Regions from separate parts of the Zea mays genome. Here region 2 is linked to region 1. Evidence: chromatin contacts called from public Hi-C data. All regions are on one chromosome and are shown on one strand. The core of a region is the stretch at or near the end of the contact, and the rest is flanking DNA. Distances in the headings are between cores, read along the strand shown.

Region 1 (6,579 bases), core at 252-2,751:
TTTTTCTTTCTTCGCTTCTTCTTTTTTTCTACCTCATCATAAATAAATCTGAAATGTCATCACTTACAGCATGTCTATATCAACTTATATTATACTTTAAGAACTATTGCCCCCTTTGCTTGAGCAGGACCAATGATTAGGTAGCTGTGGGCTGTGTGGCGTACAGGAAGGAGTACGTGTGTGGCGCGAGGGAGCAGAGTTTTGGGCGCGCTTTCGTAGCCGCACACGCACGGACGCACCTTTCTCTATCAGAGGAGCGTCCTCGGTGGTTGCGACCACCACCGAACCCCCGTACGTACGCTCAGCTCACACGTCTGGGCTGGATCCCCTGCCCAAAGCGGCTTTGATTGCCTCCCTTCCTTCAGCTTGCTACTAGTTCAGTAGTTCCCTTTCTTTTCTACCGCTTTGTTGCTTTTGCAGCAGCAAGATGCCCCCCCTTTTGGCTTTGCAGGAGCTGAGTTCCTGCCATGTGTCGCTGGGACTGCACCGGCGTCCAAGTCGCATGCCCATGGATGGATTCGGTATCAGCACGGAGTACATGATGCATGCGCAAGCTGTCAAGTGTAGCAGGGAAGCACGAGCTGCAGCAGTGTTCCCCCGCTGCTAGCTCATCATTCATTTGATGGATGGATTCGGTCCCCTCGTCCCCCCGATCGTCCAATCATTTAAATCTCTCCGTGCAAGAAATAGTGCGATACGATGGAGGCACGAAGTGCGTAGATTTCATCCTATGCCTACTGTATAAATTCATTCTGCATCCTGAAAGATCTTTCATACAAACCCCTAGTGATAGTAAAAGTAAGTAAACAAACAAGCTAGTAGTAAATATTCTACTCAATCTACAATAAAGGATGCCATGGCAGGTCCTTGCCAAAAAATATAATAGGATAAACAAAGATGTCAGGTTAACTAACTAACTATGGATCTTCAGGTTCGTCAAGCCCTAATTAATACTAACTTGTGTAGAAGTAGGAACAGAGGTTATTGCTAGGTGGAATCCGCGCATTGTAAAAATCACCTGACTCCTAACTAGGAGGGGAATATAAATCCAACAAGAGCACAAGGAACACACTGTGGCAAGCACAAGCTTGGGGGGCGGGCCGGTACAGAGCACTGCCTAGGCCGCTGTTGCACATTTTGCACGTCTCATCTGCTTGTCCATTTCCATCCAGGTCCCCCAGGGCAACAACTGTGCACCGCTCGCTGCCTTCTCTACCGTGACCGAGAGGGTGAGAGCTCCCAGCCCTTCCTCCTGTAGCCAAGATATATACCTAAAGGTTGAACAAGCAGCAGCAGAGGCAAAGCCGTTAGCCAATCTGCTGTTGCGTGTTGCACCGATCAACGTCGGTTCCCAGCGCTTGCTCGTCAAGCGTGTCCTGCTGCTGTTCTCTGCTCCTGCTTGCCGCGAGAGCTCCTCTCGCTCATCTACCCAAGGTCCTCTCGGCGCCGAGATGTGAGCTTATCTCTTGACCGGTTCTTGCTTCCTTGATACAGCGCTAGCTTATGCGTGCATGTGCGCTTGGTGCAGGTCCGACAGCAACGACTTCGTCGAGCTGCTATGGGAGAACGGCCAGGCGGTGGTGCACGGGAGGAGGAAGCAGCATCCCCAGGCCGCCTTCCCGCCCTTCACCTGCGGCGCGGCCAGCAGCAGTAGAGCTCAAGAAAACCAGCCGGGTACTACCGACCCGGTCTCGCTGTTCAAGACGGGAGGCCTCTTCGCCGACTTCTCGTCCGGCCTAGACGCCGCCCGTGGCAACGGTGACCTTGACGACACCGTGCCCTGGATCCACTGCCCCATCGTCGAGGAAGACAGCGCCGCACCCGCACCTGCCCTCGCGGAGGGCTACAGCCCAGATTTCTTCTCGGAGCTCCATGCAGCGGCGTTAGCAGCGGCGGCGGCAGAGACGAACCTCAGCCCTCTGCCACCACCGGTCCAGCACAACAGAAGCACCCCGGTTGCCACCACCAGCAGAGGACCAGAACCCTCGAAGGAAGCCCCGCGCATACCAGTACCAGGTCCAGGCAGCAGGCCCGAGCCACAATCTGAGTTCGCGGCCACCAGGAAACCTCGGCCGGAGAGCGGTGGAGAGGGATTGATGAACTTCTCCCTCTTCTCTAGGCCTGCAGCCTTGGTCCGGGCAAGCCTACAGAGGCCACCGCCACCGCAGACAGGCACTGACAAGGTGTCCAATGTCACCACGAGCACCCGCGTGGAGTCGACGGTTCTACAGTCGGCTAGTGGGCCAAGAATCGCCCCTGTGTTCACGGACCAGAGGACGGCGTGGTCACAATCCAAGGAGGTGCGGTTTTCATGCGCACCAGCGCTGGCGGCTGGTAACCTGCACCAGGATATGCCTCTGGGAAGACCTGGCAACAACATGACTCCCCAGGGGAAAATGGAGACCAAAAAGGCTTGTGAGGTTGCAGTCGCTACTCCATCGCTCTGCTCCGGCAATGGCGAGTCCTGGCGCGAACAAAAGAGGAAGAGTCAGGCCGAATGTTCTGCAAGTCAAGACGATGTAAGCAGAGGATCTGAGATAGGGAGTCGGTGGTATGTGGCTACGCACACCTTGTACTTACTGCTAACAATTCGTAAAAAATGGTTTTGTTCAGGATCTTGATGATGAGTCCGGTGGGATGCGAGGATCAGGCGGCAGAGGTACGAAGCGCAGCCGCACCGCGGAGGTGCACAATTTGTCCGAAAGGGTAAGCATGCAATCGGTCTCTGTACAGGCTCATTCCTGACTCTGAAGCTCGAGCTACCATTGAACTGATCGGACTGTACCTGCAGAGGAGAAGGGACAGGATCAATGAGAAAATGCGCGCCCTGCAAGAGCTCATCCCCAACTGCAACAAGGTACGACGATCCATTTCTACCATCTTTTAATTAGGCCCCGTTTGATCTGATTAGTCCCTCTATTTTAGTCACATTTAGTCCATAAATTACCAAATGGTAGGACTTAAACAGAGACTAAATTGTTCTAGTCTCTTAAGAGGTGACTAAAAAAACTAAACCATATAAATTCTACCTTTTGCCCTTCCTTTATTTCAGTTGCACTAACGACGGGCGAATGCTACGAGGTATTTTGGTTCTCTTATGATTCATTTAATCTGTTTTAAATACTTTTAGTTACTAAAACTAAACAGTGTTGTTTTAAATACTTTTAGTTACTAAAACTAAACAGTGTAGAGACTAAAAATTTAGTCTCCTAACTAAACTTTAGTCCCTGTACTAAAGTAACCAAACAACCCCTTACTTATCCGACACTTTTGAATCCCTAGGCATTTGGTAAATCGGTAGCAACAGATGCATCACCTTTCTTGCAGATTGACAAAGCCTCCATGCTGGATGAAGCGATCGAGTACCTCAAAACCCTCCAGCTTCAAGTTCAGGTGACACTAAAACCACCTAATTGGAAATGTAGCACGGTTCTTTCAGATAGATGCAAACATAAATGCACTGACAAGATGGTGGCTATCTGACACGCAGATGATGGCCATGGGAAGTGGACTGTGCATTCCTCCCATGCTGCTGCCGCGAGCCATGCAGCTGCAAATTCCTTCAATTGCTCATTTCCATCATCTCGGCATGGGATTGGGTTATGGGATGGGTGTCCTCGATATGAACAGCACAGCGGCAGTTCCATTTCAGCCCATCCCTGGTGCTCACTATACTTGTCCGATGATCCCAGGCACGCCACCACAAGGTCTTGGAATTGGAATGCCTGGCACAAACACGATGCCAGTGTTTGGACTCCCTGGGCAAGCAATCCATCCCTCAGCGTCTAGCGTACAGCCATTCCCATCGTTGGCGGGTCTTCCTGTTAGGCCAAACCTGGCACCTCAAGTCCCAGCCGTCATGGCTAACATGGTGCAGGAGCAACAGCAAGGCGTAGCGACTCAGCAGCAGCAGAGTCTGAATAATGAAGCTCAACAGAAAGCAAATACCGGAGATCCACAAATACTACAAAAATAGATGAAGAGATCTTCGCCAGTAATCAGTTTCTGGATGGTGGTGGCAACAGGACTAATACTATAGGGAGAAATGAGGCTGAAACATAAAAACGGTCAGCAAGTGCCAGTGTGTAACCTGACTCGAGCTAAACTTGACACAAATCATGGAACTTGGCAGAGCGTTATTATCCTAATAGATAACATGGCTGATGATTTTCAGGTCTCGACTAACAAGCTGCAGGTGTGAATATCAGCACCAACTCATCATGGAAGAGCTTAACGAGTTTCATGATTCACGAAGCAGATCTATCACTTGAAAAAGGTCCAATCAATCAAGATGGATTTGGTGGCGGGATGTCTAGCTTAGCGAGCTAAGATGCTCCAAAGTTTTGTGTAAAATGTAGATGGAACCTTGTTACAAGTAACATTTCTTGGCAGCGATGCCGTTTTCAGGTGTTTTTTTTTTTTGTTGCTTCACTGAAGTTTTCTTGAGTCAATATATCTTATTTTCCCAGACCTTAAGTGATCATATGCACAAAGATATCTGTGTGGCTCTGCTTTAACTCTATCTCTTCACAAATAATAATGAGCTAATAACTGTTCAGAGCTGCATCCTTAAGCAAATATGCAACCACATTATTCTGCAGATGTATGCATAGGGCCAGAAAAGCAGTAATATGAAAGTTTTGAAAATTTCCAGTAATGACACCATACTTAAATATCTTTTGAACATCAAGGAGCAGAAATGAATTAATTCACATAGATGATCTGTATAGTCAATATAATTTAGCCGAAGTTATGTTCTAGACTGCTTAGTTTGCCACAAAAAAAATAAGAATAGAAGATGTAATCCATATTCTGGTCAATCAGAGTACTACTTTAAAAAGTGTGTAGTCTTAATTTGAACACAAGCTACAGGAGAGATGTCTTAAAAAAAGGAGTTTCTGGGGAGCGTGCAAAAAAAATCTCAATCGTGAATATATTTTACCTACTTTTGATTACATGTTAGCGTCATCATGTTGACTTCAATTCTTAAAGTGTAACCTTTGTTAGCCCATCAGGAAACAAACATTAAACTATTAGTCATAATATAAATCGCATATTATACTCAACAATACTAAAATAAGTTCAGGGCCCAGCATGCAGCAAGTACAATGCAAAAATGAAAAGGTGGGGCTAAATTTTAATCTGAAATGCTGGACTTGATAAAGTCTTAAAGTACGTACATCTTTGGCCTAGAAAAAGAAAGCATGCATCACGGTGTACTGCTAGTACTAGTCATCTGCCCTGGCATTTTAATCTTATGTTTTCCATTGCACACAAATCACTCTACAGTAAACTGTGTAAGAGGATAAGCTAGTTATGGTATCTAACATTATTGTATCACTTGATGGAGGTACAGGATTGCTTTTCCCTACCTATTTTATTCGTGATGTGACATAACTTTGAAGACTGGTGTGGACAGGCATCTGATACATTCATGCATCTATGCATGTGGAGAAAGCACAAGCAAAGTCCCCTCCAATAATTCAGGTCTTATCATTCAGGACTAGGTGTTGTCGTCAGTTTTCAGGCCTATCTTCAGATCGTCCATTGATGGATCTTGATCCCCTCAAATCGAGGAAATGCTATGTGCCTTGCCAGCTTATCCTACGCCTATCTTTTCTTTTCCTCCTCTGCTTTTGTATAACAGATATTTTACTACTCCATCCCGACTTGTTCTTTTGGTCAGCAGTCAGCACCTATCCATGCCCTGATCAACTACAGTAAGGAAAATAACAGACAACGATATCTAAGAAAGGAAACACTGATGTACATATATTCAAGGACTGAAGTGGGTCCAGCAATAAAAACATCTCATGTGGTGGTAGACAGAAATAAACATGCACATGATAAGACAACTCCATTGTCTTTATTATAGATATTATTCCAGCAATACCTGGAGTTGTACTATGATGGACTCAACAACCACAATCAAGTTGCACAGTTAGGCCCTATTTGGTTCCTCTAGTCACCTTTCTAAACTTTAGGTATTAAACTTTACTCTTTAAAAACTCAGCCAGTAACACGTACCGTATAGTCATCCAAAACATTGTTTTGCACTGCAGAATGCACTGTTCATAGAATGGGGTTTGAAATAGGAGGTGAAATGGGAGATAGGATGGTTAAACTGCTAGAGATAGTCTAACAGACAGACCGCCCCCACGGGTATTATATTAAGAAGCTCAATCGGAGCCCTGACCGAGAAAGGTCACAAAAGCTGACCTCCGTATAGCATGAGGGTCCACCCCTTATATGCCAGATCTTTAAGAATATCATGTTTGATTCTAGGGACTAAAATTGACGAAAGAGCATTAACTATTGTGTATAAAAACAAGGTACCCCTTAATGCAGGTATTCTTCAGTTTGCACCACAGAAATTATAGTAACAACTCAGTTTGTAACCAAGGGTCCAACGAAGTATATCAAATAAAAATATGTTCTCTACCACGTCAAAATAAGCACTCATATTGCATATACCCTAATTTCTTTGGGAACTGCCTACATTTAGTTGAATAGCTGTATCTGCCCTGCCCTACATGTTGATGTCATGACCGATGACATTTCAAACTATGGACACCTGAT
Region 2 (6,950 bases), core at 1,062-3,561, 170 kb before region 1:
TATTCATTTTTCAGAAAAAAATAAAAATTTCAAAATTATACTTAAAGTATATTATATGCTAAATAATATCACAGAAAAATAAAATAATTATAAAATTTTGTGAATAAGATAAGGTAGTTAAACTTGAGGTAAAAAAGTCAAACGAATTATAAATTTAAACGGAGGTACTAAATAAACAAGAAAAAGGTCTGCGTATACTCCTGACTTGCACGAAGATGTGTACCTTGGAACTATAATATTTTCCATGCAAATTGCTTGTTCTTTAACAAATAACCATGGTATTTACAAGGCAGTCAAAGAAACAGGAAAGGAAACATAAAATACCAAAATTTAATTTTGCAGGGATGGTAGCAAGGCTGGCGTTTCTTCAGTACACTGTACACGGTTAGTATAGCCTCAGCATCACGACTCCACTCTGTTCAGCAAAATCTTTCCTAATGAACCTAATATATATTAAAAAAAGAAGAAGAAACAGAGTCGATCCACCGCATGAAAAAGTTTGCTATCTAGCACCTGTCGGTTCTCGCAATCCTCAGCTTCTTTACGCTTCCGAGAAAGAGCCTGCCGGAAAAAATGGACGGGGAGACAAGACTATTAATTAACTAACAGTAAATGAAATGCAAGAGTGAATCATTTGAGCGGAGAAGAAACATTACTCCCACGGTACATCCCCAACCATCATCCAGTCTCCATCATGGTCTTCATAGGTGAGAACATGCGCGGCCTTCTCGTGAGGAACCCGCTGATGGTACTCCACAGCGTCAGCATCTAATCATATCACATATTTATTATAGAGCGACCGGCAAGCATTTGCAATACTCCTTTCATTTTTTTTTACTTGTCAACACTTTTTTACGTGTCTGAGAGTTTATCTACCCAATATATATAAAGTGTGAGGCAAGAACTCCAAAATTTGAATAATTCAAATTTGTGGTCTAGTGGTTGTGGCTAGAATCCCAAGAAAAACTAGTGTTGGCATGGAATGATTACCATCTTTTTTTTTTTTTTGCTTCCTCTGATTAAAAAATCTGTGGTAATGATGAGCTTATTGGCTAGTTGCATATATACTTACAAGTGATAGATGCCTTGAACATGTGGCAAAGTTTCGCTAGGAGGCTGCTGTACCCGTCCAGCAAGAGCATGTCCAGCTTCCGGCCGATCGGGACGCCTTCCATGTACACCTTGACGAACAGCGTTCGCCGTCGGCGTGCCGAGGCAGTCAGGGCGCTTCTAAGGAACGGTTTGATCGGGGGCCAATCCGGGAGTGCTTGGTTCCTGCCCATCACCCGTACGTTGGTGTTGAAAGTGTCATGTTAATAAATGTAGCTAGATGACTTGCACACAGGGGAACCAATGGGATGTTAATCGGGGATGCTGTATATTTTAGAGATATGATAACGACAGAACAAATACGAAAGTTGTTGTGAAGATATCAGTGATCAATGAGGGCTGAAATTATATATACTCTTAAAAATACTACAGTGTCTGGCTCAGTGAAAATCTGATTCTTTTAAAACACTCTTCTCGATTCATACATGAGAGACACGAGTAGTATCCGATAAGGGGGGAAAAAGGAATAGACTGAACTGATGAGCTCAACATGGTGGCTCACGTATATGATCCATGGGGGCTGGAAAGAGATCCAAAGAAGAAACAGAAGAACCAGAAAATAACACCTGTAGTTCAACATGCAGATGCGCAGAGAATTCATATCGACAGAAATTAAAAAAAAGGGGGGGGGGGGGGAGCCTTTAGCTTGTTTCTTGCATATATATGCATGTACGTACGAGACTTGATGATATCATCTAGCACGAAACTAGTAGTTATTAATAAGAAGGGAGAAAATTAAAAAAGAGAGTTGTAGTGGTTGAAGATAGAAATTAACCTTGGCGTAGAAGGGACGATGCTGTTGTTTGTCTCCGCTACCAGGAGGGCGGAGGACGCCGGCGACAGGCTGAGCCCTAGCTGCAGGTCGGGGCTGAGCTGGTCCCTCCTCTCCGGCGGGCGGCGGGAGGCCGAGGACGCGGTGGAGAGCGCCGGGGGGTGGGTGCTGCTGTCCATGGACGACGACGGAGACCGCCGGCCGCTGTCGTCGTCCTTGCACTCCGCCATGCTGCTGCTGCCTGGTGCATACACTGGTAGCTAGCTGGATACTTATCAGAAATGGAGAGGGGTGGAGTGAATCTATAGCAGCCACCAACTCGTCAAATCGGAACGGAACGGAAGGGGGGAAGGGAAAGGGAGCAGGAGAGCAGCTGTGTTTATATAGCTGGTGTGGCGATGAGAGGGCTTAGTGGCTGACAAAAGCCAAATAAAAGAAAGGGGTTGAGCTAAACATATGCGCGTATCGGCCGGCGTATAGTATAGTAGGGGGGAGAGTTGTGTGCCGAAGAATATGAATAATTGTGCCTTCTTCTTTATTTTTGTATATATATAATATATGCGTTGGAGTATAAAAACTATATGCATCGTTTTCGTTCGTGATAGTTGGACACGACTTGGTTAGCTGTGATCAGATTAAGGTGAGAGAGTGAAAAAATTGCATGTAGAGGATTCCTTTTTTTTCCTTCTCGTTTTACACGAGCCCATTCCATTTTTTTTATATGAACGAGCGATGTGCTCTCTACGCTTCTCGCTCAGCGAGCATATATGTGGGACACAATGTTGGGGATTATATTAGCTGGTGATTAATCTGTTGTAACGATAATAATAATAATAATCAAGGAAGAGAACAATAGTTAAAGAGAAAACAATGGTATCATGGTGCGCCCTCCGGCCTCCCCATGACAGCGGACGTGTTGGGTTGGTACGGGGTGCACTCGAGCGCGCGGGGATGCGGCCACCACCGCCAAAAATCTCCCCTGCCTGCCTGCCTCATGTTGCGCGATGGATGCCGCTCGCAGTCCACTGACACGTACGCACGCAATCATGTGCGCACGCTCGCTCGCTCCAGCAGCAGTGTGCAAACAACAACCCCGCCCCCGCCGGTCATGATCAATCAATGCGTGATGCGGTCAGTTCCGACTTCCGCTGGGCACACATACGTGTCGCTGTACACGCATGCAAACCCGGGCCGGCACACGAGTTATTGCGGAGGGCCGCGCGCCGGCCGGCATGGCGTGCAGTGGAGACCAAGCGAGCCGGAGATGCGTAGTACGTAGTACGATGGATAGCCAGGCAACCACCCACCCGATCGTACCGGCCGGCTCTGTCTGTATGGTTGGCTGGCTTCCTGCCATGTACGTGCGGCGCAGCTGGGTCTACGTGCGCACGCGCGCTGGTCATAAAGACGGGGACTTGTTGATCCACCCGGCCGGGGGGCGCAACGCAAACACGGATCGGTGTTGACGCGCCCGCGCGAGGCCGGCCTGCCACGGCGCAGGGCTACAAGCCGGGGACATAGCCCCGCCCGCCGAAAGCGACAGCCTCCTCTGTCTCTGTAGTCTGTACCATCGGCCGGGACTGTTTCGTTTCATATTAATAAAGACAGCCGTTTAAACTGTTGCACTACAATTTATAAAGACGAAAATATTATAAAAACAGTAGAAACCGCTCAGAACTATTCGCACACACGCGTAGTGTTTATGTCAAGCCTTTCTATGTATGTTACGAGCGGAGCGGAGCTGAGCCGAAGCATGCTACCCATATACGGGAGAGGACGCTAGGATTTGACGCGCAGGAACACGCGCCGCCACGTATCGGGGATCCTCCGGCAGCCGGTGCCGCAGCGCGGTCGCGAACGCTGTCAGAGCTGCGACGCCACTTTGTCCCGGGCGCGCGTCGTGTCTCTTGATGGGTTCATCTCCACGGCACGAGCGCGTCATCGCGATGGATCGGGAACTAACGCTTCCCCCGACCGGTCAGACAAGTCGCCTTTCACGCCATCGATTGAGCACCCGAGCGGGGAGGGCGGTCGTTTTCCGCGGAATCCAATTTGCCGAGACAGACAGTAGAGGTGGACGTTGACGTGGACGTGGACGGTGACGCGCCAACCTTTTTTTCTTCCCCCCCACTGCCGTCCGTCTAGTCGGCCTGTTTCATCAGACGCCGACGGCGACGGCGATTGAGTGACCCAACAGCTAGTGGCGTGGGTTACCCAACGTCACCGCGCCGAGCACGGATCAGGGCGGCTTTGGCGGTGCGGGATTAATTTGATGATTGGCCTAGGGCACATTCTTCGCCATTACAGATTTTGTTTTCTCGTGAGCCTGCCACACGTACGTTCACAAGCATGACGATGTCCTTCCTGCAGAATGGGAGCGAGGACGTGTTCTTCTTCTCGAAACGAACCGGCTGCTACACGTACTGTACACATTTGCAACGTGGAACATTTGCCGGAATCCACTTTTCTACAACGCGAAAAAAAAGACAAATTCCCTCGAATTTTACAGGGAATGTACATAAGCATTGCACTGTTTTTTTTTTTGAACTAATGCGTCTAATAGACGCTTTTTTTTAACCTCGAGAACGACGATGATCTCTGATGCCCAGCAAAAACTAGCTAGTTCCACGCGATTATATTGCCGGCAAAATGCGTTGGTCGCACACCGAATTCCTTCCAACCAACCGAGCATTCAATTCAGCTCGTCGATCGACGCGGCTGTTTGCGCTGCGTCGGGTGGGAAAACAAAAAAGAAAAAAAGAGGACGGTCCAAACGTTGCTGAGAAGGGAGGCGACACAGCCGACACCACTTCGCCTGCGCTTTCCCTCCCTCCCCTCTTGTCCCTCCTGCCGGCTGCCGCGGGCGCACGGCAGAAAAAAGGCGCTCTTCGTCTCGCTGGCTCTCTTCCTCGTCCGCGCGCCGGCATGGTGCAAGTCCCAGGCAACCTCTGCCTCCTCTTGCAGCGGTGCAGCCAGCCAGGGTACAATGATGGTAGGCGTATGCAGCGCAGTGTAGTAGTAGTGTACCAGTGCAGCTACTAGGCGGTGTGATGGACTGGTGGTGTAGCGGTGTGTTATTGCATATGTAGTGCACTGTTGGCCAGGCAAGGGAAGCAAAGCAAGCATGGGAAAGGTGCCCTACCGTACTGATGAAGTATGGATGCAATAATAATCCTTGTCTTCTGGCATAAGGGAGAGGTCTTTTAGTGTCTTTTCAACCATATGTGATGCCCCCGACGAAGTTGACAAAAAAAGTACATAAACTAATTCTGATGTAAGGGTTCTTTCTATGTTAAACTAGCTAAGCCTGTCTCCAGTGGAGCATGGAAATAGAGGATGCGGAACTGTAGATGATATTGTTTGCAGAGAGAAGTTTAAAATAAGGGACGAGATTGGGGATGAGATAAGAGATCTGATGAGGATAGACTAACATAGTAGGGGTATGTAACGACCTGAATTCCGTAGCGTTGATCATGTGGCGGTGGTGCACCTTCAGATCAGCTGAGCTAGACACTTCTGAATCCTGATCAGTCAAGGACACCATCCCCTCTAACTGAAACTGATGCAACATATACCGGAGAAACCGCCATGGTTGATCTCATTCTCATGTACTATGCATGTATCCTCGTGCCTGCCACGTGCCGATCGAGTTTAAGTCTACTCCACAAGCAACTGATCTCATCGAAGCGATTGCGCTATGATGCAGTTAATTAATGATGGCTATTGGTTTATCAATAAGTTTTATTGTTATGCTTTACCTGAGGGGTTTGCATTATCTATCGTGTTTTCTTGTGTGTGTGTGTGTTGGGATAAGCGGTGTATCTATCGTTGAAGGAGGCAGTAGACAAAACATAAAAGCAGCATGCACCCAGGCCGACCGGCCATGACCAGGCAGCTCGTGCCTTTTGTGACACGGAAGGTTCTGAATTGAGCTGGCGGCGGCATTCTGGAAGCGAGCAAACCGTAGCGCAATGCTGCTATTACAGATATGCACGGCCTTCCCGCAGACAAGAGGGTACCCTATGAGCCAGCATATCTATCTGTTATATCTATTTTAATTATGTTTAAGAAAGGTAATATTTGTGAATAGAATATCGTACTGGAAGTGCAGCACAACAACATAAAATTGCATGTGGATGTAGTGTAAGTAGTTATATTTCCCCACGTGCCAACAAAGACAGCAAGTTCGACTATGCTCCTCATATTTCTTGTCAATCAACACCGTAGGAATGGTTCCACATTATCCACGGGTAAGAATTTAAAAAACACCATGACATCAATGTATAGCACCATGCACTTACCGTCTGTTTGGTTGGCTTCTCCCGATAGCCCGGCTGTATGAGCCAGGCCGGCGGGAGCCTGGCTCCAGAGACACGACTAATTTGCCCGCGCCTGCAGAGTCTGGTCCAGGGTGCTTTAAGTATCGTGCGAGCCTAACTTCACATCTGCATGCAGGTAACCAAACACACACCTCGAACGCGTAGAGCCTGGTTGATTACAACCAAAACACTAGCTCATTACATCCCGCGATGCAAGCACCAGCAAATATAGGCAACCAAACACATGGTTAGTGAGAAGAAGAGCGACAGTAGCTTGGGCATCCACAACCCTAGGTAGAGACTAGAGAGGCACCAGTGGCGACTAGATTGTAGGATCTATCAATCAACCCTAGCACATCAACCACTTCATATATATAGACTAGGTGAGTGCCCGTGTGTTGCAACGGGAACATATAATACTATGATAACTTATATACAAAATGTGTCTTATATTGTTATAAGAAAATGTTTCATAATTCATTTGTGATCCTGGCCATACATAAATTTTGTTATTTTAATTTAGCTATTTCACTATTACATTGCAACCATCAGTATCATGTAGACTTCGATATATGTCACGATTCGCATGGTCTCGTCATTGGAGAGCACGTGCCACATCTGTCGGTAGAAGTTCCCTCGTACATCGTCAGTCATCAGACACACACCACCATACACGCTTGCTTAAACAAAAGGCAAATGTGTGTGTTTGCGAAGAGAATTAAAGGCAGACCGGCACCAAAACTACACCG

Evidence for each region. Hi-C and Micro-C count contacts between places; a contact is called where the count stands out from the background.
Region 2: a contact with region 1 is called in a Hi-C map of bundle sheath, with 4 times the contacts expected there. The contact joins the promoter of LOC103650054 here to the promoter of LOC100382453 in region 1. A contact is called at or near these places in 4 of 25 Hi-C or Micro-C datasets (bundle sheath, ear and leaf).

Annotation. Positions count from the first base shown.
Region 1 is chr3:49,233,469-49,240,047 of Zm-B73-REFERENCE-NAM-5.0, reverse strand. It overlaps LOC100382453, which reads left to right and starts at 1,501. Exons shown (of 3, transcript NM_001175194.1): 1 at 1,501-2,519; 2 at 2,614-2,706; 3 at 2,792-4,474. The coding sequence starts at 1,512. The coding sequence ends at 2,887.
Region 2 is chr3:49,407,693-49,414,642 of Zm-B73-REFERENCE-NAM-5.0, reverse strand. LOC103650054 (auxin-responsive protein IAA4) reads right to left here and starts at 2,311. Exons shown (of 4, transcript XM_008675721.4): 1 at 1,886-2,311; 2 at 1,073-1,275; 3 at 657-768; 4 at 219-561. The coding sequence starts at 2,112. The coding sequence ends at 507.